Regions from separate parts of the Mus musculus genome. Here region 1 is linked to region 2. The links are chromatin contacts, called in public promoter capture Hi-C maps. All regions are on one chromosome and are shown on one strand. Each heading gives the region's core, a stretch centred on a gene start, on an enhancer-like site or on the middle of the called end of the contact. The rest is flanking DNA. Distances are from core to core; before and after follow the strand shown. Region 1 holds the start of Kif3a (kinesin family member 3A). Region 2 overlaps Septin8 (septin 8).

The links. Promoter capture Hi-C pulls out the DNA fragments that hold promoters and counts their contacts.
Region 1: a contact with region 2 is called in a promoter capture Hi-C map of macrophages, with 6 read pairs. The contact joins the promoter of Kif3a here to the enhancer-like site in region 2. A contact is called at or near these places in 2 of 39 promoter capture datasets (erythroid cells and macrophages), 1 of 15 datasets of contacts at CTCF or cohesin (the NIH/3T3 cell line), 9 of 484 Hi-C or Micro-C datasets (the N1E-115 cell line, cortical neurons, cumulus cells and 4 more), 7 of 115 datasets of contacts at active chromatin or transcription factors (SST interneurons, cardiomyocytes, double positive thymocytes and 3 more) and 4 of 9 other capture datasets (adipose tissue, embryonic stem cells, liver and 1 more).

What each region holds. Positions count from the first base shown.
Region 1 is chr11:53,562,951-53,570,002 of GRCm38.p6, forward strand. It overlaps Kif3a (kinesin family member 3A), which reads left to right and starts at 4,419. Exons shown (of 18, transcript NM_008443.4): 1 at 4,419-4,581. The coding sequence starts at 4,576. A430108G06Rik (RIKEN cDNA A430108G06 gene) reads right to left here and starts at 4,363. Exons shown (of 2, transcript NR_168001.1): 1 at 3,887-4,363; 2 at 1,704-2,764.
Region 2 is chr11:53,530,912-53,538,250 of GRCm38.p6, forward strand. It overlaps Septin8 (septin 8), which reads left to right. Exons shown (of 10, transcript NM_001347496.1): 2 at 1,085-1,205; 3 at 3,522-3,717; 4 at 4,038-4,224; 5 at 5,037-5,198; 6 at 5,741-5,837; 7 at 6,243-6,411; 8 at 6,576-6,708; 9 at 6,814-7,004. Among named protein-coding and RNA genes, the nearest start is that of Septin8, 15 kb to the left of the region's middle. Within about 2 kb of position 1,655, at least 19 of the 459 cell types and tissues checked have an H3K27ac peak or open chromatin away from gene starts, as enhancers often do. A contact at or near this core is called in macrophages, where this site is marked.

The sequences.
Region 1 (7,052 bases), core at 3,169-5,668, 35 kb after region 2:
ATACCAGAGCATAATCCACTGTCTGTTGGGTTATACATATACCCTTTCCAAACATCACATGTCTGCTCCAGCAAAACATCACATGTCGGCCGGGCAGTGGTGGCATGCCTTTAATCCCAGCACTTGGGAGGCAGAGGCAGGTAGATTTCTTAGTTTGAGGCCAGCCTGATCTACAGAGTGAGTTCCAGGACAGCCAGGGCTACACAGAGAAACCCTGTCTCAAAAAGTCAAAAAAAAAAAAAAAAAAATCACATGTCCTTTCACCAGGCAGCTTCCAGAAAAACACCACGTGTCTGCTCTCAGCAAAACATCCTCTCATGTGTCCCGCTTCAGCAAAAACATCCTCCCAGAAGACAGCTTCCAGAAAACCGTTGCATGACACAGCTGAGTCTAAAGAAACCAGAAATTTCCTTTTCATCCCTTGCTCCACTTTTTCTCCTGCCTTTCTTCCTCTTTGTTTTTTAAACCATTATTACTATTTCATATGTATAAGGGTTTTGTCTGCATGCGTGTCATGGACATGCCTGGTGCCCAAGGAAGCCAGAAGAGAGCACTGGATCCCTTAGAACTGGAGTTACAGTGTGAGTAACCATGTGGAATGAGGATTGAAGCAAGGAACTCTGGGAGAGCAGTCCATGCTATTACCCACTGTATTGTCTCTCCAGACCCTCATTACTTTGTTTGTTTTGTTTTGTTTTTTGTTTTTGTTTGAGACAGATCTTACTGTGCAGCTCTGACCTGGGACTCACTATACATACACACCTAGGCTTGAAGCCACAGGTATCTATCTACCTGTCTCTGCCTCTCCCAAGTTCTGGGTTTGCCACACCTGACCTCCTTTGTCTCCTGGATCTCAGGTTGTCTCAGACATAGCATGGAGCTGAGGATGACCTTGAATTTCCGATTCTCCTGCCTCTGCCCATTTGTGCCAGCTTTGTGTGGTGGTGCTTAGAACGGAACCCAGGGATTCGGGCTAACTAGACAAGGACTCAACCAAGGCACAGTTGTTGCCCCTCGAAGATGTTGTTATGGAAACCGACTCTGAGTATAGTAAGGCATGGAGAGTGTACCACAGTGGTAAGAATCAAGCTCTGGTTTTACTCTAAGGCAGATTCTTTTTTTTTTTTTTTCTTCTCTGTGTGTAGCCCTGGCTGTCCTGGAACTCACTCTGTAGACCAGGCTGGCCTCGAACTCAGAAATCCGCCTGCCTCTGTCTCCCGAGTGCTGGGATTAAAGGCGTGCGCCACCACTGCCCGGCTAAGGCAGATTCTTCAATGGGCTGTGTTGAAGGATTGGGATTGGGGTGGAAGAGAGACACTGGGGTTTGAGCAGAGCAATTGTCAGAATTCTGTTTCTAGTTGAGAGGAGGAAGCCTAGATGGAGCCTTTCTGTGTATATGTGACAGGGATAGTGTGGAGGAAGGGAGGCCAAGAGGACTGGGGAACAGGACTTAAACTTTGACAGAATAAACTTAAAATATCCGTTATGCAACCTAGTGGACTGATGCTCAGGGGAGAGGTTGGGTGGAAGGAGGGTGGATCATTGGTTCTTCTGGGCCAGGTTCTGCACTAGGCTGTGGTGAGACAGGTGAGACTCTGGACTTACTCCAAAGTAGCTCTGTTTTTGCTGGTGGTACAGGAAATAAACTTACAAGCGCAGTCATTCTGGAAGGCCTGCTCCCCATGCTTCTGGATCCGATGTATGATGGCCATTTTTCTTTTATGTTAACTTTTGTATAGTATTAATAATTTGATTTTTTTACACAACCAAAAACCTTTACATCAGTGGAAGGCATTTGAACATAAAGCAATATACTCGAAACGGATTCATTTCAGTCTTTCAGCAAACATTCAAATACTATCTCAGAGAAGTAACACAAAGAGGAAAAACCATCTTAAAGTGTCTAGCCTCAAGAGGCTCGTGGTGGCCTATATAGCTCTGTGTAGTATAGTATGATGTAATGTAACATACATTCAAATGCAGGATCTTACAAGGTAAAATAGGCATAACTAGGAACATGAATTCTGTAGCATAAATTTTTTGCAACCTACTTTTAAGAAGGGTTCAACCTCTCCTCTAGCCTACCACTCAGCAGAGGGAGTGGAAGAGACACGTTATTAGGATGGAGGGAAGTGGACCTGTTCAACGATAGTTCTTTGGAGGTGAGCTTGATCTTCTTGGTCAGCAGATCAGTCCCATAGCAAATACCAAATACAACTCAGCAGCTTCAGACCAGTCCTCTAGGCAGGCAGACACCAACCATGAACCAACAACTACATTCCAGTCCTCTTGGCAGGCAGACACCAATCACGAACCAGCAACTGTAGTTCAATCCTGGAGAAGTTGCCAGGCTTGTCAACCGGCCTGAGGAGAGGCCTTAGACGCAGCAAGCTACCATAGGAACCTTATGAGCAGTTTCTTTGTTGAGTTTCTCTCAGTATCAGAGTTGAGCTCAATGTAAGGCGAACCAATACATGAATGTTGTTAGAGAAGAATATTGAGGTGGAGCAAATCAAACCAGTGCTCTGTGCTCGTCTCCCACTGTCAGCGGGGTCATGTTTCTACTCCTTCATCACAGGTCCTTTCATGAGTTTGCTCTATCCAAACACCCTTTCACCTGTGTCTGCTTCAGGAAAACAGTCTTTCACGTGTTTGCTTTAGCAAGACATCCTTTCACCTTTGTGCCCCAGCAAAACATTGCTTGGCATAACTTTCCAAGGAAACCAGAACTTTCCACTTCAAGACTCATTTAGAATAGAGACATCTTAAAAAAAAAAAAACCAAAAACTTTAGTGGCCAGCAAGATTGCTCAGTGGGTAGATGTGCTTGCCACTAAGTCTGACTACCTCAGCTCCATCAGTGAGGTCACACAGGGAAAGAAGAAGAGGAGACCAACTCCTGAAAGGTGTTCTCTGACCTCCACACATATGAGCTGTGGCATATGCGTATTGGACCATACACTTACATAAATAAGTATAAAACTGTAATGAAAGGATAGGGGGTTGTCATTTATTAGCAACAGCTGTGCAATGGTGGTCTACATGACCATAAGAAATGGGTATTTTACCTTCTCCTACTCAGCATCTTTGAGAAGTAATACAAAACATGTTTCTAATAGTCAAGACTAACTGTGATGTATTGAAGAGGAAGTTTTGAAAGAAGACTTTTTTTTTCTTTTTTTTTGAGACAGGGCTTCTCTGTGTAACCATGGCTGTCCTGGAACTCACTCTGTCAACCAGGCTGCCCTTAAACTCAGAAATCCGCCTGCCTCTGCCTCCCAAGTGCTGGGATTAAAGGGGTGCGCCACCACTGCCCAGCAAAAGAAGACTTTTTTACAATTAAGTATATGTGTGTCTCTATGAGTGGATATATGCATGTGAGTACAGTTCCCACAGAGACCAAAAGAGGGCATGGGATTCCCCTAGAGCTGCAGTTGTGAATGCCTGACCTGAGTGCTGGGACCCTAACTCCAGCCCTTTGCAAGATCAGTATGCATTCTTAACTGCTGAGCCAGTTCTTCAGACCCAAGATGAACATTTTGAATGTTAACACAGAACACACTTTATAATTACTTGCAACTTAAACTCTCCTATAACTTCCGGGTGTGATGAAGATGCCTTTAATGCCAGCACTCGTGAGTCAAAAGATCTCTGTGAGCTCAAGGTCATCCTGGTCTATCCAGTGAGAAACCCCCCCCCCCAAGACAAACCAAAAACAAAACAAACTCTCCCATAACTGAGAAACCCTAAGCAGTTCTGTTGGGCAAATGGCTATTTAGACGGAGCTTCTCCTTTGAGTTAGGTCTCAAACTCCCAACAAATGGTTGAGGTGCCTTTTTCACATATTAAAGCAGACCTGGATGCTCCCAGCATCCCTCAGTCCCTACCTGTTACAGGGTTGGCTGGCATAGTCCACCCCGTGAACCTTCCGGCCCAGGTGCTGAGCTGCCCTTCTGGGGTCCTTCCCTATATAATCCATCCATTTTGACTCTGCTGGTCATTTTCACTTTTTTTCCCCCTTTACCTTCCTGGCCTGTTGGTCTCCTTGGTCTCCGCTCTCTCCTCATATGGCTGGATCAGGGTCCTGTTCATTCAAACTTTTGGTGCAGACAGATAGTAGAGATAAACAGAACCCAACCCCTGATATTCCTCATAAAATAAGGAGTCATCAGAATCTGGTACGCTATTGTCCACTGTTGTTTTCAATATTTGGGACACTGCCAGCGCCGGAAGCTCCTGGCAGTCTGAGCGGGTCAGATGTCCTGGTGGCCTCAACATGAACCAGCTTTACAGAGCAGAGCGATGGCAGCACCCCGCAGGCGTTGCCCCAGTCTAGCGTCCATGGAGATGGACGCGGAAAGGCCTTGCGCATGCGTACTTCAAGAGCCCAGGACACCCGAGATTGGGCGGGGCGAGCTCAGAGTGCGCCTGCGCACTGCCCTCTGTAGCTGTGTGAGCCGCAGTCTCTGGAGCGCTAAGGTGTTGCGGTCGCCTGTGGCCAGCCTCGCCCCCAAACCCGGTGTTGTTGGGCTGCATCCGGAGTGGGGACGTTGGCGGAGCACCGGACGCGGCCACCATGCCGGTGAGGATGGACAGTCGGCCACGGGGGCTTCGGCTCATCGTGTCGGCCCTGCTCGGGGGCGCGGCCGTTGCCATAGAAGCGCGCGGCGGGCGGGGCAGGGTGGCCAGGCCGGGAGGCCTTGGAGGAGAAGGGCGGTGGGGCGGCGGGGCTGGGGTCCGGACGCATCGGGGGCCGCTCGGGACCCGCCCAGTTGCCCCGGAACGCGTTGCATCTCGCCAGGCCTGCTCTGCCAGACAGAAAAGCACCGCGCGGACAGTGGAGGCTTGGTGGCTGCGCGTGGCCACCATGGTCTTGCGGATGCTCGGAACCCCAGAGTCTACGCTCTGGCCCCCTACTTCCCTGGGTATAAGCTGTCATTCCGAGCGGGCACCTTAGCTTATGGTGCAGAATGTAACCTGTAGGTGTCTTTGTGCGAGTATGCGGTGGCGATTTGGTTACCTCCTAGGATTTCACGGATTGTTATCGTGCCATAATAAGGGGGTGGTTGTAAGTCCCATTGGAGAAGACTTGAGCCATGGTAGATTATATATTGGTTATGGGGCCTTCGATGGTTATTTACAGCGTCTGGGCCCTTAGTTCCTACACATTTAAACTTTCCTTCTTGGGGTTTTTATCAAGGCAAAATAAATTAATGCACAGGACACTTGAAGGACAGGGCTTGACATTTAGCACAAAATGCTCAGTGTTTGTTTATATTTATTGCTTTATTGAATAATGAATATTCAACAAAGATTGCGCACTAGCCGTATATATGTTAACTATGCAGGCGGTAAGGTTGTGCTAGGTGTTTTTAATTCAATTTTTATTTTATGTGTATGAGTGTTTGCATGTATGTATGTATGTGCACCACGTGCCAGGGGAAGGAAGAAGAGTGCATGGAATTATTTGGAACTGAAGTTAAAAGCAGTAGTAAGCTGCCATGTGGGTGCTGGAAACTCAGCCCAGGTCCTCTGTAAGGTCCTCTGTAAGTGCTCTTAACCACTGGCCCATCTCTCCAGCCTCATTACCAAAGTTTTGACTTTGGAGAAGAGGTGAAAACCATATACATTTAACAGAGAAAAGACAGCCTTAATAAATGAAGTGAGTAATCTGCATATGGCAGAAATTGGATCTGGTGAATTGGAAAAGGTTTCCATAAAGGAATGCTGGCCTACAGATAACAGATCTACTTTTGTTTTCAAAAGACTTAAATTGCTATATTTGTGAAGTTTCTCAGTTTTAGCAGATGACTAAAATACTTAAAAATGCTTTGAGCCAGCTGGCCAACACTTTGAAAGGTTGAGGGAGGAGGATTTAGAGTTTAAGGCTGGTCGGGCAGTGGTGGCACCTTTAAACCCAGCACTTGGGAGGCAGAGGCTGACGGATCTCTGTGAGTTCAAGGCCAGCCTGGTCTATGGAGTAAGTTCCAGGAGAGCCAAGGCTACACATAGAAATCCTGTCTCAAGTTCAAAGCTATCCTTGGCTTCATAAAGAATTCTAGGCTGCCCCGTGCTTCATGGGACCCAGTATCAGAACAAAACAAAAATACTTTGAGGCAAATAAAAGGATTTTATGGGTTGAATTCAGACCCTTGATTCCTTGTTTGAATCTCAGATGAATATACCATGACAGACATCAGTCAAGGAGCAACCCAGAGTCAAAATGTATTCTTTAAAAGCTCTCTCTCAGAGTCTACTAAATAGAAAAAGCATTTGACCTAGTCAGAGAAGTGTTCCCATGGGAACTGCTGAGCTGAAAACTGAAGGATAAGTAGATGTCACCTAAGTGAAGAAGGGCATGAGGAATGTTCTAGACCGAAGGACTCGAGGAAAGTCCGCAGGGAAGAGGAGATCACGAAACTCTGAGAGGAGGAAGAGTATTTGGTAAAGCCTAGAGGCTTTTCTGTACCTCCTAAACATTTTTGGCTTGTCATCTGGGGAGATTTTTACATGGGGAATAATGTGATTTGATTTGTGTTTACACCATCGTGTAAGAGGGCAGACGGAAGGGTGGTTTAATTAGATTCAGGAGCGAATGTAGGTAGTCGACGAACGAAGGCCCAGGTGATGCTACCTAGCCTAGGGTGATGAAGGCCAAACTGGAGAGAAACATATTCATGGCAGTCCTAGGATCTTTGTCATGTAAAATTTTGACAATCAAAACTTCATATAAACGTTCATAAGACATTTTTCTCTGTATGTCATTGGCCTTCTCCGTCCTTAACTTGTCTTGGGTGGAGAGGAAAGCCGTATATGGAGGTATCACATGGTAAAAATCTTACAGATGCATTCTAGGAAATGAAATTAGATGTCATGGGAGAGCAAGAGACAAGGTCTCACTATATTATATAGGCTGGTCACAAACTCACAGAGATCCATCTGCCTCTGCCTCCAGGAGTTCAGGAGTTCTGGTATCAAAGGTATGTACCACAGCTTCACCTCATAGATTTTTTTTTTAAAAGATTTATTTATTTTATTTATATGAGTACACTG
Region 2 (7,339 bases), core at 405-2,904:
TCCACATTTATAAAACGGTTGTCATGACACTGCTGAGGGCTCCACTTTGGGGCTGTGGACATGGGAGACTGAAGAACACCTGTGCAGCTTCCTGGCCCTGGTGGTGGGTAGGGCATAGGCACTAAGAAAGAAAGAGGCATGGTTCTGCCCAACACGGAGCCAGGTGGGTCTGGGAAGCTGTTCTCAGGGCGACATCTACTACCACTCCCAGGGAAGCCAGAGCAAGTATCCACATAGATGAGTCCAGCCGTGACTCTGTCTTTGGGACTCATGGTTTCTCTTAGTAGTGGTATGGACCAAATCCAGTGGTTCCTGCACTCTTAGGGCCTGTTGCCCTCATCTCTGCTGAGGTCAGACCTCCACATTCTCTCCCAGAATCTTCTTTTTAAACAGTCCTGGCTTTAGTAAGGTTGGAGATCTCAGAGCCTGATGTCTCCAGAGACCACCACTGAGAAGGAAGCAGAAGACTGCTTGAGCCCCAGTTCTGGCTCCGTCGTTCTGCTAGCTAGGTCCCCGCAGGAACTCTGTTGGATACCTGAGCAGTGGAAGCAGCCATAGAGGAGATCCAGCCCAGCCTGACAGGAGAGCCCTCTGATACACTCAGTTAGAAAGAAAGGCCTATGAGGGAGTGGTAACATTCCCACCTCCCCCAGAACTGCCTCCTGGAATATACTCTCCAACCTGGGCCTCTTGGGCTTTTTTAGATTCAGAGGAGGGCTGGGGATTAGGCTCAACTGGCAGAGTGCTTACCCAACATGCATAAAGCCCTGGGGTCCCTTGAACCACATCACCCACGCATGGGGTGCATGCAGGTGGTGGAAACAGAGATTGGAAGCTGAATGTCACTCTTGGCTCTGTCGCAGGTTCAAGGCTATCTTGGACTACATGAGTTCCTTTTTAACGAAAAAGACCAGGGAGCTGGGTGTGGTGGCACACACTCATTATCTGAACACTTTGGAGACCAGACAGTGGGATAGCAAGTTCAAAGCCACCCTGTCTCCAAAGTGCACCAGGGTCAGGGCTAGCCTCACACAGACACATCTTTTCCTGGGGGCTCACTGTCTTACTGTGCTTTTCTTGGCAGAACGCAGAGCCTGAGCCCCGGAGCCTGTCCCTGGGCGGCCATGTTGGGTTTGACAGCCTCCCTGACCAGCTGGTCAGCAAGTCAGTCACTCAGGGCTTCAGCTTCAACATACTCTGTGTGGGTAAGTGGCCTGGCCAGCGGCAAAAATGGATGAGACTTCTTGGAGCCGGTGCTCTGTTGTGCTGGCCGCCTATCCGTCTTGGGCTGGGGCTGGGGCTGGGGCTGGGGCTGGGGCTGGGGCTGGGGCTGGGGCTGGGGCTTGGGGGTCCTGAGCAGAGAGATATTGGGTCCAGGCTTTAGTTTTGCCTCTGCCAGGGTCAAGAATGGGATTAGATCCAAGATCTGACTCAAGAGTTGCCACAAAGAGGAAACAGAAGTGAGCCCATGAAAGTGCTGTCTAAGCACTAAAAATGGGTGTTTCTCACCAGAGAGTCACAGTCAGTAGTTTATTCATTTCTTTTTTTTTTTGTTTTTTTTTTTTTTTAAACTTTATTTCATTTAATGTACGAGTGCTCTGCTGCATATACATCTGCCTGCCTGAAGAGGGCATCATATCCCCCTATAGATGGTTGTGAGCCACCATGTGGTTGCTGGGAATTGAACTCATGACCTCTGGAAGAGCAGCCAGTGCTCTTAACCACTGAGCCATCTCACCAGCCACTGTTCATTCATTTCTTTAAAAAAAAAAAAATTCAGCTGCTCCTATAGAGGACCCGGGTTCAATTCCCTACACCTATATGGCATCTCACACCTGTCAGTAACTTCAGTTCCAGGGGATCCACCGTAGCAGGCATGCATGTGGTACACATATCTGTGCATGCAGGCAAAATACCCATACACATAAAAAAAAATCTTTTTTTAAAAAAAGATTTTATTTATTTATTTTTATGTATATGAGTACACTGTAGCTGTACAGATGGTTGTGAGCCATCATGTGGTTGCTGGGAATTGAACTCAGGACCTCTGCTTGCTCCAGCCCTGCTTGCTCCAGCCCATAGATTTATTTATTATTATATTTAAGTACACTGTAGTTATCTTCAGACACACCAGAAGAGGGTGTCAGATCTCATTGCAGATGGTTGTGAGCCACCATGTGGTTGCTGGGATTTGAACTCAGGACCTTTGGAAGAGCGATCTGTGCTCTGAACTGCTGAGCCATCTCTCCGGCCCCATAAAATAGATCTTAATAAAATAAATAAATTTTAAAATTTTTACAAGGCTGCAGAGATGAGCCAGTAGTCAAGAGCACTTGCTGCTTCCCAGAGGACTGGACATCTGCTCCCAGCACCAACGTCACATGGCTCACCACTGCCTATAGCTCAAGTTCCAAGGAACCTGACAGCTCTTTCTGGCTTCCATAGGTAACTGCACATGCACACATAAAGAAAAATAAATCTTGCCAGGTGTGGTGGTGCACGCCTTTAATCACAGCACTCGGGAGGCAGAGGCAGGCGGATTTCTGAGTTCGAGGCCAGCCTGGTCTACAAAGTGAATTCCAGGACAGCCAGGGCTATACAGAGAAACCCTGTCTGGAAAAACAAAAAAAAACAAAACAAAAACAAAAACAAAAAAATCTTTAAAGAATGTCTCTTTCTTACCATGTGGCAAGGAGACAGTGGTAAGCCAGACCCTGCTCTGACACCAGAACACAGAGGACATCTCTAATACACTTTGGAGCAAACAGAACCTGATGGGGGTGGGAGCAGGGTTCCATGTGTCCAAGGCACAGACTCTGCAGGTGTCCCTTGGGAAGGAGACCATGTGGACCTGAGGCTGCCCAGGGACCAGCAACTGATGGTCTCAGGTCCTGTTCCTGTGGACCCATGACTGCCTTGGCCTAAGAAGGATGAAGCCCAGTACGGGCTCTGTGTTTTGTGACTGGGTCCAGCATACAGTGGACTCTCCATAGCCTGATGCTGCCTTTTCCCTACTCCTGGGGGAATGTCACATACCCTGCACGGTTATGTCTTACACCAAAGGCTTCCTTGATGACTCTTCCTTCTGAATATTTTTTCTTTCCCTTCCTTCCTTCTCCTATTTTTTTTTAAACACATTTATTCATTTTATTTGTGGAGCCCATGACAGGGCAAGTTGAGAAGTAGAGCAGTTGCTTCTCTCCTCCTATCATGTGAGTTATCAGGCCTGGCAGCAAGTGTCTTTACCCTCTGAGCCATCTCACAGACCTGGTTTTGTGTGTGTACGTGTGTACATGCATGTGCTGGGATGGAATCCCAGGGCCTTACACATGTCAGGCAAGTACTCCACAACTGAGCTACGACAGAGACCACCAAGGATGGGCGATGAGGAGTGGGATAGAGGCTTCCTTCTCTCATTCAGGAGCTACAGGTCTTAGAATCCACCTCACCTAGTTGCCAGCTTGAGACAGCCCCATTCTGGTCTTAGTATTCACTTCTCTCCCTGCCGTTCCCCACACCAGGCGAAACTGGGATTGGCAAGTCCACGCTAATGAACACACTCTTCAACACGACCTTTGAGACTGAAGAAGCCAGTCACCATGAAGAGTGTGTGCGCCTGCGGCCTCAGACCTATGACCTCCAAGAGAGTAACGTTCATCTCAAGCTGACCATCGTGGATGCTGTGGGCTTTGGCGATCAGATCAATAAGGATGACAGGCAAGAGGCGGGAAGGGCGGGCCCCACCTAGTCTCCACGGTGCTGGCTGACGCCGTCCTAACACTGCTCAAGCGCTTCATGCGTCACACTGCCCCATTATATAGCCCTAAGGTGACCTGGGAAGGCTGCTGGGGAAGGGCTGAGGTCTTGGGCCATTAGCAGACTCCTTCTGGGAGGCTACAGGAGAAGGGGTCAACCAGCCTTCTCTACCTGATAGGCAAAGCTGTTCCCAGGGAAGAGAGTGGAAAGATCCCGGCTTGGGCTTTGGGCTGCCCTGCCGTGGCCAGTGTCTGCCTCCCAGGTGATAAAGCTGTCTGTAGTTACAGGCCCATAGTTGACTACATCGACGCGCAGTTTGAAAACTATCTGCAGGAGGAGTTGAAGATCCGCCGTTCCCTCTTTGACTATCACGACACGAGGATCCATGTTTGCCTCTACTTCATCACGCCCACCGGGCACTCCCTGAAGTCCCTGGATCTGGTGACCATGAAGAAACTAGATAGCAAGGTACATGGCCCTCCTTGTCACCTGACCTCTGCCACCTTCCTCTGGAAGGGGGTATGGTGGCTGCATTAGGCTATGCCGTGGTCGGCTTGGTCCTCTCTGGAGTCTTGGTTTTCTGTGGCTGTCATTAAACTTTTCAGAGCCCTGTTCCAGGCTGGGCCTTTCCTTCTCTTTTGGAGTCTTGTCCCTTGTGCCTTGTGAAATGACTTCCTCCTCCTGCTGATCCTCTACTCAGTGTCCCCTTCCATCATCTCAGCCTCTTTGTTTGCTCTCTGACATGGCTTCTCCTCGGCTCTCTTCTGAGCTCACTAGGAGAGGAGAATGACGACTCAGGAATCAGGGCAGAGAACAGTCTCATCAGAGGTCAAGGGAGGTTGGGGTCCTGGAGGACAAGTGTCCCTCATAGTGATCTCTCAGCCCTTGTGACTGCCTTTCCATCTCAAGGGTTAATTATCACCATGAAAAGTGGGGTAACCTTGGCTTGGGAGAGTTTAAGCCCTTTCCAAAGCTGCTACTCCTGCGTCGCCTTACCTGCTTAGTGGGTGGGTAGCTTGGTCACCACTACTCTTTCTGTCAGGCCCTGGGCCACTTAAGACCTTCAGAGCATCCTGGGTCCAAGTTGAGTATGTCCAGAATGACCAAACCGCCAGGGCCTTTAGAAACACTACGTTGTTACAGTTCCGGCCAGCACGGTGGCCGCAGGTGGCTGTGGCTCACTGGAGCAGCTGGCTTCCTGCTCCCAGTGCTTGTCCACAGTCAGTGACCATACTTAAAATAACCAACCGACCTGCTGCCCCGTCCCCTGACCTCCACAGGTGAATATAATCCCCATCATTGCCAAGGCTGACACCATCTCCAAGAGCGAGCTCCACAAGTTCAAAATCAAGATCATGGGTGAGCTGGTCAGCAACGGAGTCCAGATCTACCAGTTTCCCACCGATGACGAGGCTGTCGCCGAGATTAATGCAGTCATGAACGTGAGTCGGGGGAGGGGGGCAGGGCCTTGCTCGGGGCTCCAGAGCCAGAGGGCTTAGAGACACCGATCTGAAACGCAGCCCCTGGGAACCCTACTTGCCAGGATGTTATCCTTAGCATCTCCAACACAGAGGTGGGCGTCACATCCCTCCCAGGGATCCTGTGGGCACAGGATCAGAGGCCTTGTTTGTTTATTGGGTTTGCACGAAGGGTGCCCTAGATCTGAGTGTCTCGAGTCCTACTCTGGGTGGCAATGTGTTGCATGAAGGAATGAGGAGCTGCGTGGCCAGGGGTTGGGAATCCGGAAGGAACCAACTTACTGTCTCTGTCAGAGAGTTCTCTTGCTCCTGAGAAGAGCACCACACAGACAGGCATACCCAGTTCTCTGTTCTCATGGAACAGTGCTCTGAAAGCTACAGGAAGTCAGCCTCTGACCCCAGAGCCTTGCAAAAGGCTGGTAGGCCCTCTGTAGAGTGCAGGGGTGGTAAGAGCGTCTGCCCCTGGTTCTAGCCTAGCGCTCACACACAATTGGACCCCTTTTCAGGCACACCTGCCTTTTGCCGTGGTGGGCAGCACAGAGGAGGTGAAGGTGGGGAATAAGCTGGTTCGAGCACGACAGTACCCTTGGGGTGTGGTGCAGGGTGAGTGTCCGGCAAGCGCATCCCCAACTGGGGCCTTGGCTCAGTCTCTTGACCTGCAAGCTGAGGCCACTAACCACTGTCCTGCTAATCCTCTGCCCATCTGCATGGTCACCTCACTCTGTGGAGCTCCCCAGGGCACCTGGCCACTCTTGGGCTGTTCCTCTCTGTCTCCACGCCTACCTCATGCTACCACGAGGCTCCCAACCATTGTCTGTTGTACCCCCACCATCTGAATGTTTGCTCTGCTCTGTGGGACCACCAAGGCCCCCCGTCTTACCATCCCACGTCCACCTGCACGCCTGCCTGCCTCCTGATGCTTTGGAGCCACTCGACCACTGCCCCGTTGCCTCCCCACCTCCACCTGCGTGCATGCCCGTCTCATGCTTCTCCCGCCCTTGCTCCTAGTGGAGAATGAGAATCACTGTGACTTCGTGAAGCTGCGGGAGATGCTGATCCGGGTGAACATGGAGGACCTGCGCGAGCAGACCCACAGCCGGCACTACGAGCTCTACCGCCGCTGCAAGTTGGAGGAGATGGGCTTCCAGGACAGTGACGGTGACAGCCAGCCCTTCAGGTCTGCGTTGCCTCAGCCCCTCTTGTCACACCAGCACTTGCTATCTCAGGCCTGGGAGCCTGCAGGCAGAGGCTGGTGGGAGCCCTGAGTCCTCTTGCCCCAGCGTCTGTCTACCTGACTACTGCCTCAGTTCTACCTCAGGTCTCTCCTTTGGGTCTCCACAGCCTCCAAGAGACATATGAGGCAAAGAGGAAGGAGTTCCTAAGCGAGCTGCAGAGGAAGGAGGAAGAGATGCGACAGATGTTTGTCAACAAAGTCAAGGAGACAGAGCTTGAGCTGAAGGAGAAGGAACGGGAGGTGTGTGCCAGCCTCGGGCAGGGCTGTTGGGGTGGGGGAGGCAGGCTGGCTGGGGTGAGTGGGGGACCTGTCCTGCTTATACCCAGGCGCCTCCCTTTCCCCCAGCTCCATGAGAAGTTTGAGCACCTGAAGCGAATCCACCAGGAGGAGAAGCGCAAGGTAGAGGAGAAGCGCAGGGAGCTGGAAGAGGAGACCAACGCCTTCAACTGCCGGAAGGCGGCCATGGAGGCCCTGCAGTCACAGGCCTTGCATGCCACTTCACAGCAGCCTCTGAGGAAAGACAAGGACAAGAAGAAGTAAGTGGTTTCTCCCTCTCTGGGCTGGCTCCTGACCCCTGGGCTAGACAGACTTCTCTCCACTCCTCTGTCCCTCTCGCTCACAGCTCCCCCCACCTCAGCCTCACACTCACCGCTCACCCCCCAGTCTCACACTCACTGCTCACCCCCCAGCCTCACACTCACTTCTCACCCCCTCAGCCTCACACTCACCGCTCACCCCCAGCCTCACGCTCACTGTTCACCCCCAGCCTCACACTCACTTCTCACCCCCCCAGCCTCACACTCACTTCTCACCCCCCCAGCCTCACACTCACTACTCACCCCCTCAGCCTCACACTCACTGCTCACCCCCC